Regions from separate parts of the Sus scrofa genome. Here all the other regions are linked to region 3. A link is a contact called in public HiChIP or PLAC-seq and promoter capture Hi-C data. All regions are on one chromosome and are shown on one strand. Each heading gives the region's core, a stretch centred on a gene start, on an enhancer-like site or on the middle of the called end of the contact. The rest is flanking DNA. Distances are from core to core; before and after follow the strand shown.

Region 1 (2,700 bases), core at 20-2,519, 190 kb after region 3:
CCAAATACTGCAGTGCAGGGTAGGTTTCTTCCTGCATCACACCTGGGTTCTTCTCAGGACCTGACGAGCTTCACTGAGCTTCACTATGGAATATGAAGCAGCTGAAAAGCACTTTCTAGCACATACATGTTTAGTAGAACTAGGAGAAACAATTCGGCTTTCATATTCCACAAAAATAGCAACTCTATCAGCACTGTAATAGGATATTAACTTCAGCAGCATAATATCCACCTGTTCTTCAGACCTCAGAGGTGTGTGCCAAAAAAAGGTGAAATGGCAGAAAGTAGGAAAGAGTTTGGGGGGCTTTTTTTTTTTTTTTTTTTTTTGTCTTTTTAGGGCCACACCCATGGCATATGGAGGTTCCGAGGCTAGGGGTCAAATCGGAGCTGTAGCCGTTGGCCTATGCCAGAGCTACAGCAATGAGGGATCCAAGCCCTGTTTGTGACCTATATGGCAGCTCATGGCAATGCCAGATCCTTAACCCTACTGAGCGAGGCCAGGGGTCGAACTGGCATCCTCATGGACGCTAGTCAGGTTCATAAACCCTGGAGCCACTATGGGAACTCCAGGAAAGAATTTTAAAGTCAAGTTCTTACTTGCTCTAGAATATCTGATAGGAAGATTAAATCCAGGGCCACTTCACTTCTCCGTCTCAGAGACAGTAAGGGATTACTGTCTCTCCCATTCAACAAAGTGTCCCTCTCCTTCTTCTATCATCTTACTGATCTAAAGCTATCTAACACTCCAGTTTTTAATTCTATTACAAAGATGCTTGAATATACAGTATTATTGCCACCTTTAGACTGGAAGAAACAACATCATATATTAATAAACAGGTTTTTCTTCATGGTAGGACTTTGTGTGAATTTCATTTTCTTGTTTAAATTTTAATGTTCAAATTTGCTTCAATTACTTTCATGAATAAATTGTTACCTAAAATATAAAAGCTGGTTATTCTTTAAAAAATGAGGGAGTATATCTTAAATGTGAAATGCAAGAAGAGGTAGAATGAAGAGTACAGGTCCTCTGTCCTTCTCCTGAGTTGATTTTACACACACACGCACACACACGCTTTAATTTTAACCTCCCTCTCATGAACAGGGACAGAAAGACAAAGTCTTCCGCACTGAAGGCATGGTGACAGCCTGACGCTTTCCCAGTTCCCACTCCTATAATAAATTAGCAGAGTTTGCAAGCACAGACCTTAGCAGTCACCTAAACTGATCCCAAAGGGTCAGCAGATCAACTAAGCAATTCCCATCCACCTGTTCCGTTACTTAACATTGTCCCATAACTCCTGTCATAACATATTCTGCAATCTGTACAAAGAGCACTCGGCTAGAAGTCAGAGAAACTCCCTTAAGTCCAGAAACAAGGCATAATGGCTAGTAACAGCAGCTCTGTATGAATGCTTACCTTATTTAATCCTCATAACCCCTCAGGAAGCATTTCCCATTTTACAGAAGGCTGAGGCCCAAGAATGCTGATTAGCTTGTCCTGGTTAAACGACTGGCAAGTGGCAGAGACTGGATTTGAACCCAAGTCTGCCCTTCTCCAAAGTCCATGCTCTTAACCACACCACGACACTGGTTTGCTTAACTCAGTTAAACCCCTCAGACTCGACATCTTCCTCTGCAAAATCATGGTACTTTTCAACTGTAGGCAGTGATTTACTAGAATCCTGAAGACAATTTAACAAATCCCCAATCAACATGCATTTATTTATTTATTTTCTTTTTAGGGCCGCCCCCAGAGCATATGGAAGTTCCCAGACTAGGGGTCAACTTGGAGCTACAGCTGTCAGCCTAAACCACAGCCACAGCAGCGTGGGATCCAAGCTATGTCTGCGACCTACATCACAGTTCACACCAATGCCAGATCCTTATCCCACTGAGCGAGGCCAGGGATCGAAATTGCAACCTCATCGTTCCTAGTAGGATTCGTTAACCACAAAAGGAACTCCTCAACATTTATTTTTAATGATATCAGAACAGAATAAACAGTATCAAAATTATATAGTAAGAATACTGTTCACGAAATTTTAGTCTTAAGTTTTACACATATTTGTATGTATATAAGATTGCAGTATAAATAGTATCACAAAAGTTCAGAAGTAACTCAACTACAAAACTGAACTAGAAATTATTTTTATGGTCTTTTCATACAAAATATGCTTTTTAAAAGTAGGCATCATCTATAACACAATGCCACTTTCTACCTAAGTTTATAGAAAATGTAAAGTATTCTGCAGAAAAACAGAAAACTCTTATTTTGCTCAAGCTTGCAGGGTGCCTAAATGGGAGAGAGGAACAAGCATTTATGAATAAAGCCCAAGATTATAAACCCTATAGCTTTTAGAGATTAGGAAAGAGAAGAAATCAAAATTACTTTGGAAGTAGTTTTTTTCAATCCACAAGGGCTCTTGAGCATGAACACAGTTAAAAACACCCAACAGAGAAATACAACTAAGACGAAAACAGGCACCAAAAGAGACCTCCAGGCAGGACCAGCCCCAGATCACAGTAAACAGATACTTTAGAAGGAGTAGTTCAAAGAACCAAACATAGAGCTAGTTCAGGAATCCTGGCAACAGTGAAGATATAGCTCCATCACCTGGTACAAAAAAGTTCTTGAGTTCACCTAATAATATTAAAACAAATCTCAAACTTCATTGAGACAAGATGGGTAGGATTCCTTGCC
Region 2 (2,700 bases), core at 105-2,604, 170 kb after region 3:
AAGCCATTAACCACAGCATTTTTGGCAACAGTGAAAAACAGAAGACATCTTAATGGCCATCAACAGAGCTTAATTTGGAATGCTTCATGCAGTGAATACAGGGTTAAGGAGAATGAGGTGGAGCTATAAATAACTGACATGGGTCAGGCAGAACAGGCATATTTAGTTTAAAAAAAAAACCCAAAACCCCTCTACTCAATTCACATTTCCATTTCTCTATAATCTGTTGCTACCTCCTCAGAATTGGAGAATCATGAGTTGAACATCACCTCGGGATGTCAATGTAACTATTCATCAACCTGGGGCCCCCCAGGTCAGGAACCATTTCTCCCCCACCTACCCATTTTCTCCTTATAGGCACACAGGTGGGCCCAGGGACAGCCATGTAAAGAACAGACCACAATCCAGAGAAGTTTTGTTATAAATTCTTCCGTCCTTGATGATCCCTACAAAGAACTTGGGCAGCACCTCAAGTTTCATCTTTTATCTCGACAATGGCTCTCTCTGCACTGCAGCGATGCAACCCACCCTACTCTGTCCTCACTACACACTGTTCATTCTAACATCTGAGCCTCAGAAAAGTGAGTCCATTCCATACATCTTTTCCTCCAAGTAGGACCACCCCAAAACCTCCTGATAAATACAAAACTTGACTTTAAGCCCCCTATTACCCCAAGAAGCATACTCTGTGGTTTACCCTACTCTGTGACATTCCTCCAACAAAAGCTATGGTTTGACCCTAGGCAGCTGCCTCCTCCCCAGCCCCTGGCCCCGACACCAACACTTGCCCTTAGCCAGATCTTGCTGGCACCTAGAATTCTACCACTTTTAATATCTGAAACCCCCAACACAATTTCCTCAACACAATTTCTTGTTCTACACAGCACACCTGCCTATCTCTATCGAACTCTGTGTGACCACCCCCTTGACCACGTGCTTTTCCCAGGCTGGTGAGATCCTGCTGCCCTTATTCAGTAAGGAGCACACCAACCATCACTTCAATGACACCCTCACCAATACTCCCTCTAGCTCATCCTTCAGCCGGACTCACTCATCCTTCATCCCTGGATGAAAATGGCCCTCCTGCCTTCTCTACTCCTCCTTCTAGACTGCCAACTGCTGCTTGATGCAGCTGCATGGCCACACAGCTGACACCACATTTCAGCTTCAGCTGAGCCCTTACTGCTGTCCCACAGCCTTTTTCTTATCTTCAGTTACTATGCCCCAGTGGGCAAAACTCCCGCCCAGTGCCATAGTGGCCCCCTATGTCACTGTGATAGCACATTTTTACCATCCTTGGCACATTCCCTTATCAAACCCCTGCTGATCCCCTTATCATGGAACCCAACCTGACTCGGTAAAAACTGAAAACTCCTTCAACCTCCTTCCAACCATCGTCAGACAGCTCCATCTAGAGCCCTCTTTACCACAGGTCTGCAGTTTTCAATCTTCTCCCTCTCAAATTACAAAAATAAAACAGTAGCCACAATCTACCAAATACCAAACACACGACATATCTATTATGTCACGTAACCTTCATTACAATTCCACAATTATAAATGGGTCCAACGATAAATGCATCAACCACGGCTTGGGACCAAAATCCTACCACCAGTAACTAGCAAAGCCAGAGTTAGAACCCACATCTGTGTGACTCCATCACTAGTGCTTTACTCACTTTGTTACTTTATCAGTCTCCCTCACATGTAAACCTACTTTACTCAACCTATAAAAACACTCAAATCATTAACAATCTTTCTAGTAAAAACGGTGGGAATTGTCTCAGTTCTCCTCCTCAAGTTAACACTTTCCCTTCCATTCTATTCACTTTCCTGGCAAGATTCTTCAAAGAGTGGCCTTGGCTCCTCACCATCTCCCTCGGTCACTCTACAATGCAGTACTGGTGGATAACCTCTGTCTCTACCACTCTGGAAAGAGCTCCCGGGCTATCAGGTAGCAGCCTATTGTAAGCCCCTCAGCTTGGCCCCCATCCTAATGCTTACTCCTCTGGGCCCTGTAAGGCACTGACCAGGGCTTCCAAGAAGCTGGGTTTTCTGTATTCTCCTCTCACCTCTCTCATTTTTCCACAGACTTCCTTCCTGGAAGAATTTACTTCGCTTTTGCTTTCAAGTCTTAGTGCCCTCTCAGAGTTCCACCCTCCTGCCTCCCTCTGCCTTCTACATGGTAGCTGAGTCTAAACCATTTATTTCTAGCTCCCCTTACCCCTAAGTTACAGTTCTCATTCCTAATTTCTAATAAGTCTTTTCTAGACTTAGCAACCTTTTCCCCTGCAACCATTAAACCCAACATGAATAAAACTGTGCTTATCTTCACCACCACCTATCCTATTACACCCACCCTAAGCATCTGTAGCTACTATGTGAACAGGAGCATAAGTAAGGAACATCAAAGCCATCCAAGTCATCCTGCCTTCCTGCCCCTAGGACTTCTATAAACCAGCAAGCAACCCTCCCCCGTCTCCCAGTCACTATCCACATGGGCTCTCTTTAGGGCACAATAATTCCCTATTATCTTTGTCTCTAAATGATCACCACTAGGTGATAAATTTTTTTTGTTTGTTTGTTTTGTTTTTTTGTCTTTTGTCTTTTTAGGGCTGCACCCAAGGCATACGGTGGTTCCCAGGCTAGGAGTTGAATGGGAGCTGTAGCCACTGGCCACAGCCATAGCAACACCAGATCA
Region 3 (2,700 bases), core at 120-2,619:
GGAAACAGAGGCCAAAGGTTGATTATTCATCTTCATATCTGTTGGGTGTTGTACTAGAATATTTGCAGCAGCCCAACAACTCACTCGAACAAACCTATTACGAAACCAAAAGCCATCGTCATCACTCTTAATTCCACTTCTAGTGTCCTTCCCCACATTTCTCCTCCCCTCTATGACATACTCAGCTGCCTCTATCCTTTCATTCAAAAAAAAAAAGGAGTTTCTCCTGACAGATTATTAACCACCGGAAAGCAAAATGGGTAAATTCAACCGACACAGCTAACTTGGGAAGATAAAACCATCCAGGAAGCATTCAATGTAGTAGCAGAAACCCCAGCAAAAGCAGCTAAGGTGTCCTCTCAATAGGTATTTCTTGCTACTTGAAAACGTTCCTCCTTGAAAGATTAAGAATCTCTGGCTGCTTGAGAAAGGGTAACTGACAACGATTTCTCTACAAAGAAAAACAATGTACAATCAGCAGAGAAACAATGAATGTTTCTTAAAGGATCCAAGAGCAACAACAAACCCCCAAATCACCCTCCCAAACCAACATTCAAAGTTCAGCACTGTCGTTTTCAAAGGAGTAAGCAACAATGAGCCCTGCTTGTCGACACAGCTTCCAACCTTCCTACGCACGCTCGAGACACCCTAGTCTTTACAGCGAAAAAGAGCAGCCAGGATCGCACACTCACCTTCGCGGGAAGGGGAGGAAGGGCCTCTTTTTCTGCAGAAGAGAAACAGATCACATCTTCCCTTGCCTGCTTCCGAAACCTAAATAAATAAATAAAATAAAATAAAATAAAAACAGGGCAGTTACCACTGCAGAAATCCAAGGAAAAGAGATGCTCTTTTCTAGGCTGTCTAGGTGTCTACAAAATTTTAAAGATGGCTAAGTAAAGTGGGAGATGGACTAACAGGCACAGGATGCAACATCAACACCAAGACACTCCGTTGTAGGTTTCCTTTTAAAGAGGAGGATTTTCTTGCCGAGAAGTTTACAGCCACTAGCAGGAGAAAAGCAGGGATTAGAGGTGGGAGGGAGGATGCAGAGAACAAGTGCTGCCCACCACCCGGAGTCCGGGCAGCAATAACATTCACCCGCCACACGGATCAGGCGACGAGGACGCGCCCCCCCAAGCTCACAGACACTGCTCCTACCCGACGCTTCCGGCCAGCCACGGTCCGCGAAGACCCCGGAGGGAGCAAGGGTCCGAGCGTCCGAAGGCTGGGCCCTCCGGGGCTCTCCGGTGTGGGTTCGGCTCCTACTCACATGCCTCGGCCGCGAGGACCCGGCCTCTGCCTGCGCGGCGACAGCAGCCCTCCGCCTCGCCCCGCGCCACAAGTCCGGGCCCAGGGGCCGAGCGGCCGAGGCGGCGGCACGAACTGCCCAGCGAACTGGGCGCCGACCCAGCCTGTCAGCGCCCAGGGAGGCCGTTAGTGGCAGCCGCTGCTGCCCTCTTCTGCTTCTCTTCCTTTCTCCTTCCTGCAACCCCACCACTCCCACTTCGGGCAGTCGGGAAGCCCGTCACAGTCGTTGGCTCCACCCTCTCCCTGGCTACACCTTCTTCGCAGCGCCGCAGGCGACTCTGGCTAGAAAGCCCTATTTACGTGCGACTCAAGCTCCCAGGAGGCCTCCAGTCCGGCTCCCTGATCCAGGCTGACTGAGGCCGCGGCGCAGCAGGGCGGGGGCGGGGGCCTGGCGCGCGCTCCGCGACTGCGCGTGCGCAGCTCCACCCAGGCGGGGCTTCTCACCGCACGCGTCACGGGGCGAGGGGGATTGGCTACCCAGGGCCCTGGCTTCACAGGAACCCCGCGGGTGTGCACGGAGATTCCCGCAGCTGCCCCAGAGCGTGAGCGGGCGGGGAACCTGAGCTGGGGAGAGCTAGCAGGACCCTGGGGCACGCCAGAGCTCAGCTGACGCTGGGCCCGGCCCTCAGCAGATGGGCGTGAACGTGGCCGCCGCCCGCCGTGGAGGCGGCTGGGAATGAGTCAGCCCAGCCGGGAAGGCGCCCCCTGCGCACAACCTGGCACCACACAGAGACTTTCCCCTCCCGCCACTGTTGTCTTTTTTCTGCTTTTGCTTCCACGTTTTGGGGTGCTCAAACCTGTCCCCCAGTCCGGGCCGCTGGGCGGAGATAAGTAGGGCCCTGGGTTGGACAACGCGTTCACACGCACCGTTTCGTGCTTGTGCAGTTCCGAGCGCCTGATTCCAATCAGTCACATCTGCTGGAACGGGGTGAGGGTGGGAAGCGGTGCCTGGATGCCTGCGGATTGGCAACAAGGCCGCCAAATGAGGAGAAACAACTTACACTGTCCCAAAGGGCGTCATCCATTCATTCAACAAATATTTACAGAGCACCTACTGTGTGCCAAGCTGTAGGACCCCAAGGATGTTATGTGAACACAACCCACGTACTTCTTGCCCTACTGAAGCCTGTATTCTGATAAAGCGACAAAAATACCTTAAACGTATAATGTGCAAGAGTATAACTGCCAGTAGAAAAATAACACAAAATAAAGGAGCAGGAAGTGAGGAGGCGGTGTGCTATTTTAGTTAGGGTGACCAGGAAGGACCTCCCAGAGTAACATTTGAGCAGAGATCTGAATGATGAGAATAGGCCAGTCCTGTGCCTATCTGGCTAAAGAGTTTCATGCAGAAACACTAGCAAAGGCAAAGACCCTGAGAAGGGAATGTGCTTG
Region 4 (2,700 bases), core at 170-2,669, 230 kb after region 3:
CTCAGACTTCTTCAGATCCGGGCCTCTGCAGGAGTGTTAGAGGGCAAGCCCCAACATATGAGCACTTCATAAATCTCTTTTTGATTCACCCTTCCCAATGTATTAATGTTTAGTTTGAGCTCAGTGTGTTTACCACTAGGGCAAGTTGAAGGGGGAAGAACCAGCCCAAACGAATGTGTGTGCACAGCCAAATGACTGCGCTAAGCTCAGTTGCCAAGAGATTTCTCAGTCTGGCAGTTACTTATTCATTTCTCGGTCATAATCAACAAACTTTAGCAAAGCTGCAGCTCTGTGGGGCCTGGTGATATGACCACAACACTCAGCTTTTCCTCCCCTATGACAGAATGATTTCTCAGTTGTTTGTTTTCTTTCTAAGCTAAATATCTCCCAGGATTTTCTTTCAGATCTCTTTGCAGCCAAACCCTCAAATGTTCCTGGCTTTGGAAATTAGGACTCTCTACACACCTTCAGGTTCTCCGGTGTTTCGTAACTTCTACTTGTCCAGACTTTTTCATTCTTTTGTTAGTTCTGTTCCTTAAGTTTTCTGGTACTTTCATTTATGTTCTTTTTCTTTGCTTAATCCCTTCCTGTTTTCCATGGGTTATTATTTTTTTTAATCTTTTTTTTCTAATTACATGAGTTGAATGTTAATTCATCTTCATTCTCTCCTAGTAATAAAATATGTACGAGCTACTAAATATCTTTCCAACTACAGCACTGTCTACCTATTAAATCCCCCCACCCATTCACCAAGCTCAGGTTCACTGGGGAGCACACTTTCCCTTACCACCTCTCTCTGAAATAATTTCTATCTTTTAAATTGAAAAGCAGTTTGGGGCCACACGTTTGGTAACTTCTGAGGAAGGTGGCACTTGTTTATTTTTCACAGAGCCTTCTCTCTGCCTTAGTATAATGTCCTGACACAGAGAAATGATAGCAATGATGGGTAACTTTAACGTAATATTGAACACTACCCTGCAGCTGGCATTGTACTTTACACAGTTTTAACAACTTCCATGCCCATTTTACAGAGGAAATAGGTTCAATTTTTTTGCCTTGTGTTTCTCTTCCTGGAACACACCAAATATTCCATCTCTAGGGTTTTTTCCCCTTGCCTTTGTCTCTTTCCCTCCACCTTCCCATTTAGTGCTGAGAGCAAATGCCATTTCTTCAAAGCTTTACTGACCATCTCCACACATTGTTTTGTTTTGTTCGGAGTATGAGCTCAAATTATCCTTCAAATATTTCTGTTTCCTTGTTACGATCTGCCTCAACCACTAAACTTTCAATTCTAAGGAGCAGACATTTTACTGAAAAAATATTTATGTAATCAGTGTATTGCCACAGGCAAAAAATGGAGCCTGTGGAAGAGCCAATACTTTCAAGCTCAGCTGAGTGCAAGCAACAACTACTTTTGAATCCCAAAGTGTGGTCCTAGGAGGTAAGAGACACCCCTCAATAGACCTATGACATGGAGCACCTCACTCAATTTCAACTTAGATTCCTCTCGTGGGAAATGAAGAGGAAGGCCCTATCGGCTCATTGTCACCCACTGTGATTCTACCCACTATGATAAACGTACCTTAAAAATTAGCTCGAGAAAGCCAGGGAGAAGAGTCGCAGGGCAACTGAGGAAGAGAAGGGAAGGGAGAAATCTGCAGGCTGGGGGCGGGGAGAAGGGGAGCGTTTGATGACTCTGAGAACCCAGGGGCAGTGGTGGCGAGGGGGCCGCAAGTAGGGGTCGCGCGGGGGAGGGGGCTGGAGTTGGGAAGGGCACCTGACGGGCGGCACGGTAGACCCTCTCTCTGGGACTCGGCAGCACTGGGCACGGCGTGAAAGGTGCGTCAAGGGTGTCAGGCGGGGGGCAGGTAAGGATGATATCCAGTAACCAAGGGGCGCAGAGCGGGGCCCAGGGTTCAGAAGGGGACGCGGGAGGAGTGGCCAAGTGTGCGAGGAACCGGACGAGGTCTCCCCGGCTGGGACTGGGCAGGACAGGGCAAGGCACTGACAGGTGCGAGGTGAGGACCTGAGGGAAGTAGGGGGTATTCAGGGGCCGGGGGGGGGGGTGCCTGGAGGCGCAAAAGAGGTGCAGAGGGAAGCCGGCGAGTGGGGAGGAGGCGCTAAGGGACGTGGGTCGCGCGGGTCGGCGAAGGAGCCCACAGAGGTCTCACAGGAAGCGCGGAGGGGGCGAGGCTTGCGCTCGACTTGCGCGGGCGGGGCTGGGCCGGGCGAGGGGGAGGGGGTGCCCCGAGTCGCTGGGGGCAGGCGGGCGGGGCTGCTCGGTTGCCTATCGCCTCACTTCCGGGCTCGCCTGAGAGCTGAGGCCGACGCCAGCTCGCAGCGCTGCCAGCTGCTCAGCCGCGGACCACCGAGCGGGTGAGAGCGTAGCCAGGCCGAATCCCCATCGTTCGCGCAGCCCAGGCCTCTCTCTGCGGCCATGGGGGCGTCTGCGCGGTTACTGCGCGCAGCGATCATGGGGGCGCCCGGCTCCGGCAAGGGCACTGTGTCCTCGCGCATCACCAAACACTTCGAGCTGAAGCACCTCTCCAGTGGGGACCTGCTCCGAGACAATATGCTTCGGGGCACAGGTGGGAGCCGGGGCGGGAAGGGCAGCGGTTCACGGTCGCCTGGGTGGGATTTGTGGGTGGAGGGACAGGGGCGGAGAAGTGGGTCCCGGGAATGTGGGTCTGGGGTATGGGG
Region 5 (2,700 bases), core at 136-2,635, 200 kb after region 3:
TAAACGTCCAGAAAATGCATTCAGAGAGATGATGAAATATGCAGGGACCAATACAAAATCAAACACATCAACAGGATCCAGAAAGCTTGCAGGACCAAAAATAAGCCCTCTCTTCCTTCAATTTGCAGATAGGTTTTGTTTTGTTTTTTCCTTTTTTGCTTTAACTGATTTTACCAATTTGGGATAACCAGGCAGAAGCTTTTAAATATATGTGTCATTCCAGGGGACCAGATAAAACTCGGAGCCATTAACCTTGATGTGGGTTTAAATGGGGCCTTATTTTTCATCTATCTTTGTAGGGCAAAAATAGCTTGGAAGCCTGTAGTTTAGCGCTTGTCACCAACCCTTTACTAAAGTCAAGGCAATTAGGCCCATGACTGTTAAAAAATTTATTTCAAAGCTCTTGTCCTGCACACATCAATCTCAATCGCGGCTGAAAACAAAGAATTTTCTAAAATTCTTTAATCCACACCCAAGATGTGTGAGGGCAGCCGAGAAATCATGGCGACAGGGACAGCCAGTATCCAAGGGGGTAGCTGCTTCTGAGACCTGTTTTGGGACAGAGGACGGAACCAATCAGTGGTACTTTTCTCTCCAAATCTCTCTCCATCTTTACATCTGCCCATTCACCACATTTCGTTCCAACAAACTGCTTCTCTCCTTTAAAGATTTATGGCTGAGCAAGACCGACTGAAGACAAGTGAGGGGGCGATGCCTGGGATCTGCTGCGACACGTAAACCTGGGAAAACGTGTAGCTGTTTACTACCAGCGCGGGTAGACGCCACCGAGCACAGAGCGCAGCTGAGCGCACCCCTCAGGGCTCAACCCCTCCTCCCGCACAGCCTCTCGCGCGTTCCGGTGCGGGGGTGGGGGTGGAGGGTACAAACCATGAGCCCTCCCCCACGCGCCCGTAGGATCCCGAGGCTCCCCGCGCACCGGCCCCCTGGGCATTAGCGCCGTCTCTCTTCAGCTCAGCGCCCACCCCTAGCGCTCCCCAACCCCGGAGTTACCTCGAAGGCCTGGGTTGTCGTCTCTGGCCCGAATCTTTCGGATTTTGACGGGGCGCCCGCTCAAAGTGGACAGGACCAGACGCTGGCGCAAGAAGTTGCAGCCCGTGTAGCTGAGGGAGTGCGCCTGGGTCGCCATGTGCACGCTCTCCGCAAAGGAGCGGGCGGCCGGGGCGAGGCGACTTTGGACGGGCGCGAGGGTCTTGACTCTTGGGGTGGCGCCGACAGCTGCTGTGGCGGCCCAGGTTCCCTCCCGCAGCCCCCGCAGCCCCCGGCGCGTCCACGTGGTTTGGAACAGGAAGACAGAGAGACGAGACACCGGGTCAGAGGGGAGTGGGGCGGAGCGGGTGACCGCCTCTCCGCCTCCCATCCCCGCTGGGGGCGGCCCCCCGAACCGGGCCACACTGCTATTGGCCCGTGCTGGATCAGGGCGGTGCCCACGCCGCGCAGCTATTGGCCCGTTTTGCAGCTGGGCGGTGCCCGGGCCCTGCTACTATTGGCTTGTGTTGGGGCTGGGCGTTGCCGGGGCCCCAGCAACAGTGCTCCGCGGGAGGAGCGCGCTAGGCTGGCCAGTGAGCCTACGCAAGGGAGCTCGCCTACCCCGCCAGTCTCCGAGGGTGTCTCCCGGCGTGGGGGCAATGGGAGGCGACCAACTGGGCTTGAGTGCCTACTTCGTACCTGGTATTTAGCATCACCATTTACGGCAATCTCTGGGATGTGGATGGTATTATCTCCGCCGTTTTCTTAACACAGAAGAAAACAGGATTGGCGCGCTTTACCCTGTTGCAAACACCGTACTGATTGCCCAGCCAGCGGCCGTCCCCTCACTCCCCGCTATAACCCTACGAGGTACTACCATTCCCGACCTGCACATGCGAAAAGATTCGAGAAACATTGCAAGGCTGACACTGCCAGCATGCACTGGACCCGAGTCTTCCGACACCTGGCCATTGCTTATGAGACACCAAGCTTTGCCTCTTTCACAGCGGTCTCTTCCTTTGCAGTCACTGCCCTTACTGCCAAGTCAGGTCCTCCCATGCCACATGCCTCAAAATGAGTAGTTATACAACTTACACAAACACGCACCTCTTCTACTCCTGCACACCAAAATCTTCCCAAAGATTGGATTATGTCCCTTCTCTGCTCAAAAATCTTCAGTGATATGCAGTTAACAAATGACTACAAAGTTAAGCATCTGTTACCACAATAACGTTGGCTTGCAGCCATTCTTGGATAATATCACCAGATCATGAGTTCCAGAATACATGGAGGTAAAGGAGCTCTGGAAGGGGTGGGAGCTTGAGTAAGATTAAAGAAGGTAGCTAGCCCTATGTGGATAAGATTCAGCTACAAGGAATCCACTGAGAGATCTAAGCTCTTATAGGGTGACAGGTTATTAGAATTTAACAGAATCAGCCCTGAAATCCACTGAGGGAGGTAGGTAATCCATTTACATTATTGCCATTTTTTTGTGTAATCTTTTTAGGGCTGTACTCAGAGTGGCATATGGAAGTTCTCAGGCTAGGGGTTGAATCAGAGCTGCAGCCTAAGACCTACGCCACAGCAACACTGGATCCAAGCCACATCTTTGACCTACGCCACAGCCACACTGCGGCAACACCAGATCCTTAACCCAGTGAGAGAGGCCAGGGATCAACCCGCACCCTCAGGGATAGTAGTCAAGTTATTAAC

What was found. Promoter capture Hi-C pulls out the DNA fragments that hold promoters and counts their contacts. HiChIP or PLAC-seq counts read pairs in DNA pulled down with a chosen protein or histone mark.
Region 1: a contact with region 3 is called in an H3K27ac HiChIP or PLAC-seq map of skeletal muscle. The contact joins the enhancer-like site here to the promoter of JAK2 in region 3. A contact is called at or near these places in 3 of 5 promoter capture datasets (fetal liver, fetal skeletal muscle and liver), 3 of 47 Hi-C or Micro-C datasets (embryonic fibroblasts, fibroblasts and skeletal muscle) and 2 of 2 datasets of contacts at active chromatin or transcription factors (alveolar macrophages and skeletal muscle).
Region 2: a contact with region 3 is called in a promoter capture Hi-C map of fetal liver, with 4 times the contacts expected there. The contact joins the enhancer-like site here to the promoter of JAK2 in region 3. A contact is called at or near these places in 3 of 5 promoter capture datasets (fetal liver, fetal skeletal muscle and liver), 4 of 47 Hi-C or Micro-C datasets (alveolar macrophages, fetal liver and liver) and 2 of 2 datasets of contacts at active chromatin or transcription factors (alveolar macrophages and skeletal muscle).
Region 4: a contact with region 3 is called in an H3K27ac HiChIP or PLAC-seq map of alveolar macrophages. The contact joins the promoter of AK3 here to the promoter of JAK2 in region 3. A contact is called at or near these places in 2 of 5 promoter capture datasets (fetal liver and liver), 23 of 47 Hi-C or Micro-C datasets (alveolar macrophages, blood, brain and 14 more) and 2 of 2 datasets of contacts at active chromatin or transcription factors (alveolar macrophages and skeletal muscle).
Region 5: a contact with region 3 is called in an H3K27ac HiChIP or PLAC-seq map of alveolar macrophages. The contact joins the promoter of RCL1 here to the promoter of JAK2 in region 3. A contact is called at or near these places in 2 of 5 promoter capture datasets (fetal skeletal muscle and liver), 11 of 47 Hi-C or Micro-C datasets (adipose tissue, blood, embryonic fibroblasts and 4 more) and 2 of 2 datasets of contacts at active chromatin or transcription factors (alveolar macrophages and skeletal muscle).

Annotation. Positions count from the first base shown.
Region 1 is chr1:217,186,287-217,188,986 of Sscrofa11.1, forward strand. The region is part of intron 1 of RCL1 (RNA 3'-terminal phosphate cyclase-like protein); the gene reads right to left. Among named protein-coding and RNA genes, the nearest start is that of RCL1, 17 kb to the right of the region's middle. Within about 2 kb of position 1,270, at least 3 of the 83 cell types and tissues checked have an H3K27ac peak or open chromatin away from gene starts, as enhancers often do. A contact at or near this core is called in liver and skeletal muscle, where this site is marked.
Region 2 is chr1:217,166,212-217,168,911 of Sscrofa11.1, forward strand. The region is part of intron 5 of RCL1 (RNA 3'-terminal phosphate cyclase-like protein); the gene reads right to left. Among named protein-coding and RNA genes, the nearest start is that of MIR101-1, 15 kb to the left of the region's middle. Within about 2 kb of position 1,355, at least 4 of the 83 cell types and tissues checked have an H3K27ac peak or open chromatin away from gene starts, as enhancers often do. A contact at or near this core is called in fetal liver, where this site is marked.
Region 3 is chr1:217,000,459-217,003,158 of Sscrofa11.1, forward strand. It overlaps JAK2 (Janus kinase 2), which reads right to left and starts at 1,370. Exons shown (of 25, transcript NM_214113.1): 1 at 1,159-1,370; 2 at 693-771.
Region 4 is chr1:217,235,142-217,237,841 of Sscrofa11.1, forward strand. AK3 (GTP:AMP phosphotransferase AK3, mitochondrial) reads left to right here and starts at 1,420. Exons shown (of 5, transcript XM_021064132.1): 1 at 1,420-1,441. LOC106509181 (a long non-coding RNA gene) reads right to left here and starts at 1,880. Exons shown (of 4, transcript XR_001306485.2): 1 at 1,583-1,880; 2 at 1-25.
Region 5 is chr1:217,203,575-217,206,274 of Sscrofa11.1, forward strand. RCL1 (RNA 3'-terminal phosphate cyclase-like protein) reads right to left here and starts at 1,386. Exons shown (of 9, transcript XM_001926437.4): 1 at 1,012-1,386. The coding sequence starts at 1,378.